Regions from separate parts of the Anser cygnoides genome. Here region 1 is linked to region 2. The links are chromatin contacts, called in public Hi-C maps. All regions are on one chromosome and are shown on one strand. The core of a region is the stretch at or near the end of the contact, and the rest is flanking DNA. Distances in the headings are between cores, read along the strand shown.

Region 1 (6,163 bases), core at 1,859-4,358, 73 kb before region 2:
CACAAAGCATCATACCCCTTACGCTCTGTTTCAAAGGGTGTGTGCCTACACCTGACACAGAGCCCGCCTCCTTCAGCTGCACTACAAAAATACACTCTTCGTTATAATACAAGCACCCAACAGTAACTCTTAAACTGTGGCACGTTTGTTTTCTTGCATAAAGCCCTGAGGTGTTGAGTTAACATTTAAAATTAAGATGCCAGTTTTGGAGCATTCTGCGGCTAGTAGTTTTACAAATATTAAATGGTAACTTTGATGGGTTTATTTTACACAGATTCAGTTAGAAACAGATTTAAGTTTCCCATAAAGTTCTTTAAAGCCTACTGAATGCTTGTTAATGCCGTGACGGGCGCCACTTGCCCTCTCTGTAGTTCTCTCTTCTGTTATCGTAATCGTGGCTCCAGCTTTCACGATTCCTGTCTTCATAGACAAAGTCATCTCTGCTCCCCCGGTAATGATGGTCAGATCCAGAGTCGTGGCCTCTGTCATCAAAGCCGTAGTCATCCCTTTTGCCCCTGCAATAGTCAGGCCCACGGTCCCCAAAACGCTGTTCTCGGCCAAAATGCCTACTGTCCGAGTAATAGGGGTGGGAGCCCATCCTGGTCTTGCGCAGTGCTGCGACGTCTGGGCGCCACTGCATCTGGGAGGCTGACGAGTGATTAAACGAGTGCCCGTGCTGGTACCCAGAGGCAGCAAAGCCGGGGTGATCATACTTCCCACCGTACTGAGACTGCTGCCGCATCGCACCATGCATCTGGAAGACAGAAGAGAAAAAGGCTTGGTGGATTCGATGCACTTTCCTTCTGGCAGAGCGCTCTAACTAGTCTGTGGCACGGGGTCCTGATAAATTTTAATCTCCTGTGTTGGCCTCCAAGTTCCACATGAATCATGCTGCAAATACAAGGAAAAATGAAAATGAACCAACAATATGAGACTGACTGCAGACTTACGGAATGGCTGCTACTGAGTGCTTTATCTACAGCTGGACTTGTAAAGCTCCAAGACCGCCCAGACATCACACAGCTTGGTAGCAGGAACTGTCAATCTTTTGGAACGGTTATTTCAACACTCCAAAAATACATTCTTGTGACTTAATACAATCATTATAGGAAACATCTAAGTACTCAAAATTAGAGCCAACTCTTTCACGTTATCCATCATCTGTGAGTGACTGCAGGTTTAGACACTATTAACAGCCCAGCTTACCACTCCTTGTCTCTGAAGGTTATCAGGAGACGGCAGAGACCTCTGCACGGATGAGAATCCTGCTGCTACCATATTATCTGGACTCTTATCGTATCTGCAGAAAAAGGGATTAGGAATTTTAGTCTTAAATGTTTCTATCATAGACTACTGCCAGTCTAAGGGGTACTTGCAGCCCAGTCACACTGCTACAATTAGAAAAAAATAACTGGGCAAGCATTACCCTGAACTTACTACTGCTGTGAGAAAGTAGTGCTGACACGCTTGCATTGTGTATTTGGCAGAACTCTCTCCACATCACCGAATCTTTTCCATACTCATAGGAAAACAGTTTTTAAACAGGAATGTGACCTGGGCCAGAAGCTCTGGCAATCAGATCTTTTGGAAAATCACTTTCAAGATGACGCTCTTCTTTTTGCATTAGGTTTTCAGGTACCGAGAATGCAGGGTACTGAAGGTAATAATAGTGCAAGTACTTATTCCATAGAGAAAAAAAAGAGTAAATTGTGCTTGGAATGAGAACTGGGAAAGCTGAGTGTGTCAGTACTGTTTTTTAACTTGAACTACACACGTGTACCTACAGTGCGGACTCTTACCTGCTGGAAGCTGGATGTACTGTGCCAGATGGGCTCGTATTGGCAGTTCCATGTGGTAAAGAAGATGAATTACCATCTTGAGATGCATGACTGCTCCCTGAAGAGAAACAAACATTTCATGAGACCGCCAAACATCAGTTAGATTAACTTGGATATGAAATGAACTTGTAAGATGCTAACAATTTCCCCATGCTTAATTAGCTCTCAAGTTTCACCAGTGATCTGCAAAAGCACACAATCTGGTTTCCAAAACAAGATACTGTATCCGTCTTAATGCCCAGTTGGGAAAGACGCAATCAAGCTTGCAATATTCTGGCCAACATGCCTCACTTTACTGAAGTCAGATGCAACTTTCACTGCTGGTATAATTTAGAGGGGCTTTCAAGGGCATGGAACAAATAATCGAACAAAACAAAAGAGAAGATTCAGCCTGGGGTTTATATGTCCCCTTAAGTGGCAGGTAGGTCCCTGGTCAAAATCCAAGGACAAAAGCACATGCCTGTATGACAACACTGTTCTACAAAGTCATCAGCTAGCAGGTGAGTGGCAGTTTGATGAGAAGCATGTGCAACAACCATCACTAACCAACTCAGCGCACCTCTGTCAGGTTTGGGGAGGAGGAGGAGGAAGGTGGCAGCTCTGCTTCCCATTTGGTAACTGTGTTATTTAACGTTTCTTTTTCTGGGTACCTGATCGGAACTGAATTTTGATAGGCCTCCCGTACAGCTTGATCCCGTTCAGCAGGCTCATTCCATAGGGGACGGATTCTTCGTGCTTGAAGTTCACAAACGCGAACTGTTTCTGCTTGCCATCCCTGTCCTTGGGGATTTTAACCTTAATTACCGGGCCTGCCTGCGGATCAAGAAACGAGAGATGTTAAACGGGAGCGGAGCAGCTCCCCAGAGTTTTTAAAAAAAAAAAAAAAAAAAGTTTTAAAGTTTTAAACCCGCCCCACAAGGGAGGAGGGCCCCCGGGAGAAGGCCGCGCGGGGGCGCACCGCGGCCGGGCCGCTCCTGCACAAGTTTGTCCGCCCGCGGCCGCCGTACGCCGCCCCGGCCCCGCCCCGCCATGGCGCCGCCAACCGCCCGCCCCGCCCCGCCCCGCCGGGCCGAGCATAAAGCGGGCGGGCCGCGGCCACGGGCCCCGGCGGCACCTGGTGGAACAGCTCGAAGATCAGCTCCTCGGTCACGCGGGGGTCCAGGTTCCCCACGAACAGCGTCCGGTCCGCCTCGGCCGCCGCCGCTCCCATCGCGCGGCCGGGCCGCCCGCGCTCGCCGGGGCCGCCGCTCGCTGCTGCGCAGGCGCCGACGGCGCGGGGCCACGTCACGGATGGGGGCGGGGCCGCGAGCGGAGCTTTCCGGGGGGGGCGGGGAGCGGGGAGCCCCGCCCTGCGCAGGGCGGTGGCAGCGGCCGCAGGGCTGCGTGACCGGGAGGGTGGGTGGCGGTGGGGCTGGGTGGCCAGCAGCCTGCGTAACTGAGCTTCGGTGACTAAAAGCCTGTAGTTACGGGTCGTGGGCTGTACGAGGGCTGCGGTGGGAAGCTCGGAGCCCCCAACGGCTCCCTCCTGCACGCCCTGTCCCGGGGCTTCGCCGTGAGGGGGCTTCGCCGTGAGGCGGCCCTCGTTATCCCCACGTTCTCAACGCCTCCCTCTCTCGCAGGTCCTGCTCCAGAGCCCAGCCACGACCAGCGGGGTGAGGTAACTTCGTTGTGACTGCCGTGAGCTGTGCTGAAGCCCGGCCCGCAGGATGAGCACAGTTGTTCTGTGTAATAGTAATAAAAAGGAAGCAAGCACGGCGTTGACTGGAGTGTTGAGCGTTCCGTTGCTTCGTTCCCTTTTATTGCCGCAATACTCTGTCTGATGGCCTCCACCATCCCAAATACTGCCTCCTGTAATGGCGCAGACGCAGGCAGGCTGCTTTGCATTCCTCCTCTAAACAGCTGTATTACACTTTAATGTGAAGATGGCACTTCTGCTTTTATGTTTGAGCAGAGTTCTGGACACCCATCTCTCAGCTAAGGTACTTCTCCAGTGTTTTGCGAAATAGCTCCCTGTTCCCATGTTGTTTGATTACATGGTAAGTACAGTTCTCAACAACTGTAATTCCCTGGATATTTTGGAACACGCTGGATGTAAAACAAGGATATTTTCCATCTGGAAAATTTTTGAAAGGGGGAGTTCAACCCTCATTTTTCATTAGATTTCAATGCATTATGGCATATCCTATTTTCTTGTTAATTAGGCCCTGTTCATTTTCTCCAGTTCATTACTTACTACCGCACCTAGAATTTATATTCATTTGGTTTAATCGTGTTCGCCTGGTTAAATTCTAAACAGTTACTCATTCAGAAAGGAAATTATTACCCTACTCTGCCAGGACTTCCACTTTGGCTTAATTTCCCTGGAGCCTCATTTACTTTCTTCTGTGTTTTTTTCCTTACTGGGTCCCCATAGGTTTGGTTGGAAGTGTGTTTGACAGCTTTACCATCATCAGCTTTCTTCACTTGGGCTGGGCATCTTCAGATGGATGTCGCAGTCCTGCACGGTGTGCCGTACGCAGCTGGCTGAATTCAGAGGGACCCACAGAACAGGGTGATGGACTCAGGCTGGCCTGTTGCAGTCTTGTATGTCCAAGACCCAAAAAAATGCACAAAAAGGGAATGAGAAAACAATTTCAGACTTTTACAGGCATATTACAATCCTGTTGTGGTGTTTGCCTTTTTTGTTGTTATATTCCCATTTTGCTCTTCAATAAAACCCACAAAGGTATTTGCTTTCAGGGGCAAAAAGTGTTTGTAAGCTTCCTATTTTCACTCTTAGTATACAGGAGCTTATGTTCTTGAATATTACAGAAACTTACCAATTCTGCTTATAGTTTTCACCTTTAGATTAGGCTCTTAGTGTTGGCTCTTAGTAGTCTTCCTGTTCCACTAATAATCAGTTTTAACAATTATTTTTACATCGCAAAGGAAAGAGCCCAAGAAATCAGTGTCAGTCTTGCAGGTGACACGCACAAGTCACAGATAGCAGAGACACCAGCTCTCCCCAGCATCATTTGTATCCTTGCCTGATACAGCTACATGAGAAAGTGGTGTTCATGTCAGATCAGTGGAGGCAAGAAGAGCAATTAGTTCTCAGATTGCTGCTGTTGCATGTGCACGATCTTATCGCCTAGTCCCAGCTCACAGGCTGGGAAAGGGCATGGATGCTGAGTGCCAGTCCGGGAGCTGTGACTTTCTGCCTCGTAGGTCTGAAAGCTGGGGCTAACGCTGCCTACAGTAAAGAAAATATTCTCCTCTACTGAAGCTCTGAAATGTAACAGGCAAATGCAATGCCGAGACAATAACTCTGATGGAATGCACCTTGGTTAATGCTCCATACCGGCCTGTTCTACAGGTTGCTGTTCTCTGGCTACAGATCTCCCTGAGCTCCCCTCCAGTTAGGCACAGCCTGAGCTATGTCGGACAGTCCATGAGCCCACAGCCAGACTGTAGTCTGTGTGTCTGTCCTGTGTCTGTAGTGCAGTCTCTGTCCTCAGCACTGATTGCAGATGTCAGCTGCGCCTTCTCTCTTGCCTGATTGCACTCATGCTCCTCGGGTTATTCAGCTGCCTCGCTGACTTCCCTGCGCCGACGACAATCTTTTTCAGTGCTGTGGTAATGGGGCTGTTCAACTGAAAGTGGATGCTTGAAAATTCTCCACGCCCTGCTATCCTACTAGAAAACAGGTACCCGTAATTACATCAAATGATAGAGAGATCAGTCAGACAAAGCCATTGCAGATGACAGTTCTTTCACTGGAGAGCCTGAAAGAATGGGTCACGCCAGCTAATACAATAACCGCACACCTTATCCCTATATGCAATTTTCATTAGGGCCATTGAATGTCCGTGACTGACACCTGTACAAAGAGGGAGAGAAGGAGATAGATAAAAATAACAGCTACAGTTACTACTGAATAAACTGAACTTCTGCGGGCTTTTGTGGTTCAGTTCTTTGGCTTCATATTCAGACATGGAGTGAGTTAGGGGGAAGTCACCCTGGCAAATGGAGGAGGCAGAGCTCAACCTGGAATGGGGAGGAAGAAGTGAAGACCGTGGAGTAGCAGAAGGCTGAGAGAGGGGTTCCTCTCCTTCATATTTTCTCTCAGATAATTTTGTGTTATATTAATAAATTTTGCGAGTCAAATACTGAAGTTTTGCCTGGTTTTTTCTGTTTTTGCTGCTGCTCTGTGCTGTGATTTCATGCCCTTGATGATCTTTTAGGAATACATTAACAAATGGTCTGCCCACCTCTTCATTCCAAGGTGAAACGACACACGCTCCCTTCAGCCACCCTCCTTCCTCCTGTCCTTACAAGCAGGATGC
Region 2 (5,745 bases), core at 826-3,325:
GAAAAAAATGTTTAGTGTCAACACCAAGAATGACTAACGAATACAAGGGGCTGATTCCTCATCAGTGTGTATCCCGTGGCCACGCAGAGCTCATAGATGTCTTCTGCGGCAGAGTTTTTTATGCTGGAGAGGGGAGAAAACAACAAAAAGCTTGCCTGGGCTTTCAGCTCCCTGTTGGTTTCTTTCTTTGAATGACCACATTGGAGGCTGAATTAGCTGAGTGAACAGAAACAGAGAAATGCAACTTCACCTGCAGCAGCCCCTGCCACGTCAGGGGCTGGGTTAGCACCTTTGAGCAGACTCCAGTTCTTGGTACTGAGCTATGTCTGGCTTCATGGTTTGGGTTTTTTTAGTTATGTTAGCAGTGAACTTGCCCTTCTTGAATATATTTGAATAGTTCATTTTAATTTCTCTCTCAGTAGATTAAAGTAATACAGTATACACTATCATAATTTCAGATTTATTGAATTTATTAAAAGAATCCACCTGTAATAATGGTGAGAAATATTAATGATGAGAAGCTCACCTAATCAATCCTGGAAACTCAAACAGGAGCTCCCATCAGGACCTTTCCTAAAGCACTTTGTAAACTTGAACCGGTTTCTGCCGGGCTCCTGCCCGCAGTGCCCCGCGTGCCCACCCGCACACAGCAGGGCTCGGGCCTGGGGATGGAGGCCAGGGGCTTCGTTCCTGTCCTGGAGGCCAGCACCTGGTGTTGATGCTGTGGGGACCCCAGTGGGACGCCCCCAGCGTGCTGGCCTCCCCACAGCCCCCCCCACCACGCCAGGCACGCACTCCTGCGGTCTGTGTTCCCAGCAAGCTAACGAGAAAATTCACAGGTAACGTGTAGATTTCATGAAATATTCAGGAGGTTCTTGGTGTTAACGCTCGGAGTAAACTTCCCCCTTCGTGCCCTCCCCTCTCCCCGCACACACGAGGACTAATCCGTCTGTTTTCCCCTAGGAAGCTGCACAGCGGTATGAAGACGTACGGATGCGAGTTGTGCGGGAAGCGGTTTCTGGACAGCTTGCGGCTGCGAATGCACTTACTGGCTCACTCAGGTGGGTTGCAAGCGGGGTGCTGGGGGCGGGGGGAGGCACAGAGAGTGCCCACCTGGGCCCACCCAAACATGCTGCAGCCACCCAGCTTGTGCATCTCGTCCAGAGGAGGCTTCATCCTCTTCAGAGCAGCAAATTGCAAACTTCCAGTCCGGTGCCCATAACTTGAGGTGTTTTTTTTTTTTTTACTTTGTTTTTAAAGTTTGTTTTCAGTTCTTTAATTGGGGAAATATTTTCCAGGCTAGGCAGCTTGGAATAACAAACTTCACGTACCACTTGTTGCTCTGCGCTGCTGCCAGAGGTCCCGCGCCGCGGGCAGTGCCTGCGCCTCAGCTCCTGCGCGCCGCTCAGCGCGCGTGTCCAGCACCCTGCTCCTCGCGTGCAGGCGCCCAGCACAGTTTCATTAGCAAAACCATTGCAGAATTAGGTATTCTTTGTCTAATGAATCTAACTATCGGGTTCAAATTATGCAGGCCCTTTAATTAAACAGATATAGGAAGGTTGGAATGCTGTGCTAGCGAGGAGGCTTGTGTTCTGCAAGTCAATTTAGCCTGACATTCCTCTTGGTCATGCAGCCCCATGTACAGCTAGGGTTTTTTTTAATTAAAGAGAAAAAAACACACCACAGGCAGCCACTGGACCTGTTTGCTGAAACGTAGGGGGATCCTGGTCCCCTACTGAAGGGGCAGTCACCGAGGGCAGCTGATCCCGCAGCTGAAGTCATGCTGGCAGGGGGGCTCCCCAGGGATGCTGGTTCCTGCAGCCCAGCTTCTTTAAGCAAAATCCCACCATGCGTGGCAGCATGGGTGCTCATCTCATTGCCTCCTGGGGAAGTACGCTGCCCACCATCTGGGGCTGCCTCGCTGCTTTTTGGGGGTCAAGCCCACAGGGTGGGCTCCGGCCGGGGACTGGGGTGCCGGCAGGTCCGGAGCCTCGTGGTGCCGGGCGCGGAGCAGGCGTCCCCCTCCTCCCCGCGGCTCTGGCGTGCGCGGCTTGTGTTTGTTACTGTCGCTTTGGCTCACAGCCCGTCCCTGGCCGGCCGCCAGCCTTGTGGGTACAGTATGTACAGTGCACGCCGAGCCAAGTTTGTCATCGCGCAGGATTAATTTTTTCTCTAATCTGGCAAGGGTGGGGTGGGGGGGGCAGGGTGAGCTCTCCCAGCACTCGAAAACAGCCACGGCGGATTCCAGCGCTGTTATTTATTAAAGCATGAGACCTTTGCACCTCTCCCCTCGCGTCCCCCCGGCCGGGATGAAGCGAGGCTGTGCAGGGTCGGCAGCGCCAAGGCTTGTTTTCAGCGCCCGGCATGCCGACGCCGCGATCCCAAGTCTGTTTGCCTTGTGCGCAAACTGATGATTTAATTAGGAGTTTGCCCCACGGGAGATGGGCACACCGGGACGGGTTGTGGCCCCCTCGCCCCCTGTTCCCCCCCTTCAAAGGCCTTATATGCCAAAGGTAGTAAACGTTGAATGTAATTGCAGTTTGCATTTAAAACTTAACTAACCGAGTGTTTATGAGTGATACCTGATGATAAAAGGTGTACTTAAGCTAATGAACCAATTAGGGAGCAGGTCCCCATCGCCCCTCTGAGGCAGGGCAGTGGGCAGGGGGTGCACAGGTCCTGCCTGTGTGTCCTGCTGCACGGGGTGGCTGCCTTCAGGAGCAGTGCTGCTGGCTCTCAAACCTCAGCTGCCAGAGCTGGATGGCTGCTCAGTCATCCCAGTCATCCGATTTTTGCTTTCTGAACAAACTCTTCCTCGAGTGGGACTGGAGAAGCGATGACCTTCTTCTCAAGCTGAAATGCTCCAACACAAGAAGGCAAAACTGAAAGAACCCAAACAGGAATTTGCATGTTTTATCGTCATGACTATTGACCACTTTGCTTCTTTCTAAATACAACCTGCCAAAAAAGTGATGGGGACATAAATGAATATTATACAGGTGGAGCTAGTAATTATAATCCTTATAAATGTCCAAGCTAGCCCAACGGGGGTTTTTGTGGTGCTTGGTGTAGCGCTGAGGTTATTCGGCAGTGTTATCTCAGCAGCTTTCAGGTGCATGATAAATACTCCACCAAATGTTTACATTTCAGTGTAGGCTTACCCTTAATGAAGTGCAAACTATTGGTGTATGTGTGGTGCAGCTACATTAACACTGCCCACTCCTAACTGAGATGTGCTTGCAAAAACTTAAAAGATTACATTAGAAGAATGACAGAGAGCTTCCTTTCCTAGAAAAATTCATTGTCAGGGAAAGTGAGATGAGAAAATCCCAGCTTGGGGGGATTTACTCCTTTCCTCCTGGTTGCTTTGCCTGTACTTCTGATCGGGAATCTGTGCCTTGGAGATGGATGCCATGGCCTTTCCCTTCTCCAGACTAAATGGGGACAAATCTGGGCAAGGCCATGCGTGCTGGAGAGGTGCAGTGCGTGGGCAGCAGCGTGCCCTTCTGCAGCAAACTGAGGTGCCGCCGCCGCTGCCCTGGAGCCGCCTGCCCGGCTCACGCGCAGCTTTCGAAACGCTCGGGCATTGTGCAAACTTTGGCAGCCTGGCGTGGGTGACAACCTGGAGCCTCCCCGCCAAGGAGCAAAAGCACTGGGCGCAGCAGTGACGGGGTGGGCTGGCGAAGGGACGGTGCCTTCGCAAAATGCCCGCCTCGGGCAGCGTGCCCCTGCCTTTGTGCCTCGTTGACCTGGCTGGGCTGCAGCCGGTGGCACGGCCAAGGTCGAGGATGCGCCCTTGCGTTTCCTGAGAGCTGCGGGGCGATGGAGGAGCAGCCCCGGGGTTGGTGCGGTGCTGCCCACCTAGGTGCGAGGTGCTGGGAGCAGGATGTGGTCCCATCCCCACTGAGCACACATCGAGGAGCAGGATGCCAGGTGCTCAGGGGGTGGTGGTCCGGGGCGAGGAAGCAGCGGGGCACCTGGCTGGGAGCAAGGTGTGTGCCCCAGGCTGTCGGAGGATGGGCTTCATTCTGCCAGGATCTGGCACTGCGGCTAGTTCACCCGCTGCATATCTCTGTAATGAACATAAACTTTCCTTCCCCTTCGCGTTTGGTGGTTATCTCCCGATGAAGCACTGAGTGCTGGAGGATGTTTTATCAGAGATGGAGGAGATAGTTCATCGCGGTGCCTCGCTCCTCCCTCCCCACGGCCGCGGGTATTGTTCGCCGGTGTTCGATGTAAGACGGAGCAGAAAGGGAAGCGCTGAGCCTCTTTGGGGATTTTTCCCGCCCCCCCCCTGGCTGCCGTCCCGCGCTTGGTCCCCGAGTGATGTCAGCGGCCTGCCGGCAGGTCTGGATGTTCTGCCAGCATTCCTGCGTTTATGATCATCCGCAGATGTGCATCCAAGAACACACTGTACCCACAGCAGAAATTAATGCAGGCTTGACTGCCGGCCAACCCGCACACACAGGAGAGAGGAAGAAAGAAAACAAAAACTGTTTAATGCTGTTTATAAATTATACACTGCCTGATGAAAAATACATTCCCCCCCCTCCCCCCAAATCCTTTCTGCCTCAAGAGTCTAAGCTGAGACCAGAAGAATATGGTTTGCTTTTTAGCTCCTGTTTTGGCTCACTTCCTAGACCTGGCTGCTGATTCAGAGCCAGCTTATTTTTCCCCCCTTACCTGATAAAATATATTTATTTTTCACCCGTCACTGCTTCTCCTCTCTCCCCACTTTTGGCTGCTCTTTGTTATTTAAGGTGTTCTGCTAAGCATTATGCGGAGAGCGATGCCAGGACCCATTACACCATAGTGCTCTCTGTAGCAAATAAATCTTACGCACATCTGTCTACATTAATACTGCTAAATATATGTGATCATCGCAGTGCAGCCCGTTTGCTTCCAGGTTTCTTGTCGTGCATGCTAGATGGGAAAGTTATGAAAGTTCACTGTAGGTCATGGTGATGGAGCCCCCCCGGCCCCTCTCTGCAGGGAGGACAGGCTGAGACCTCTCCCCACAGGCTGGGGACGAGCTGGCGAGCAGCCCCCTGCCCCGAGACTGCGCCTGCCCATCCCTCCCTGTGCCGCGCACGATCCATTTACATGGCTTTTGTGTTTTTTAATACTGCTAATGTTTATCATTTGCCCAACAGGCTTGACAGATTTTGTTTCCTGTAGAGCATCGCGGCTTTAAAGCCCCCTTGTTGCTAAGTAGCAGCCTCCCTGTACTGTAATGGGCTGATTTCGTATTCCGTTCAGCACTGTATCTTATTTTTGTATGCAAGACAAAGTGTTTTGATGGAGGACGATTGCAGAAGTGTCTGGAGGCTGTTTGGAGTTTTATGGGCTGTATAGTACACTGTGTGCTTTCTGAACAGAACACAGGCTGTTGAATTTTGGATTGGATTTGTCATTTTTTCCCCTCTGAGTGGAGGCTGTCAGATAGAACATTACTTTAAGGGTGGAGGAAAAGTGGAAATTATGTAATAACCTTTCTTTATTGTTGCTAAGCTGAAATTATTATTATTTTTTTTTAACCTGAAAATATCCCTTTCTCCCTCTTCCTTCTCCCCTTGTCCCCAAGCAGCGTTTGAATTTACAGAGCTAGCTGATGAAGTTTGGGTGATGACGTTGGTGGCAACTCTCTCCACCTCTCGTGCAGCCCTTCCTCCACGTCCCAGCTCCCCGTCCGCTTTTGGGAGGCGCGAGAGGGGGATGCTGCCAGGGACCCTTCCCGTTGGGGCT

What was found. Hi-C and Micro-C count contacts between places; a contact is called where the count stands out from the background.
Region 1: a contact with region 2 is called in a Hi-C map of liver, with 6 times the contacts expected there. The contact joins the promoter of RBM7 here to the enhancer-like site in region 2. A contact is called at or near these places in 2 of 7 Hi-C or Micro-C datasets (both in liver).

What each region holds. Positions count from the first base shown.
Region 1 is chr21:2,387,917-2,394,079 of Taihu_goose_T2T_genome, reverse strand. It overlaps RBM7 (RNA binding motif protein 7), which reads right to left and starts at 3,108. Exons shown (of 5, transcript XM_066981155.1): 1 at 2,953-3,108; 2 at 2,489-2,651; 3 at 1,800-1,896; 4 at 1,207-1,300; 5 at 1-754. The coding sequence starts at 3,048. The coding sequence ends at 335.
Region 2 is chr21:2,314,266-2,320,010 of Taihu_goose_T2T_genome, reverse strand. ZBTB16 (zinc finger and BTB domain containing 16) reads left to right here. Exons shown (of 7, transcript XM_066981283.1): 3 at 964-1,061. Among named protein-coding and RNA genes, the nearest start is that of ZBTB16, 47 kb to the left of the region's middle. Within about 2 kb of position 2,075, at least 3 of the 3 cell types and tissues checked have open chromatin away from gene starts, as enhancers often do. A contact at or near this core is called in liver, where this site is marked.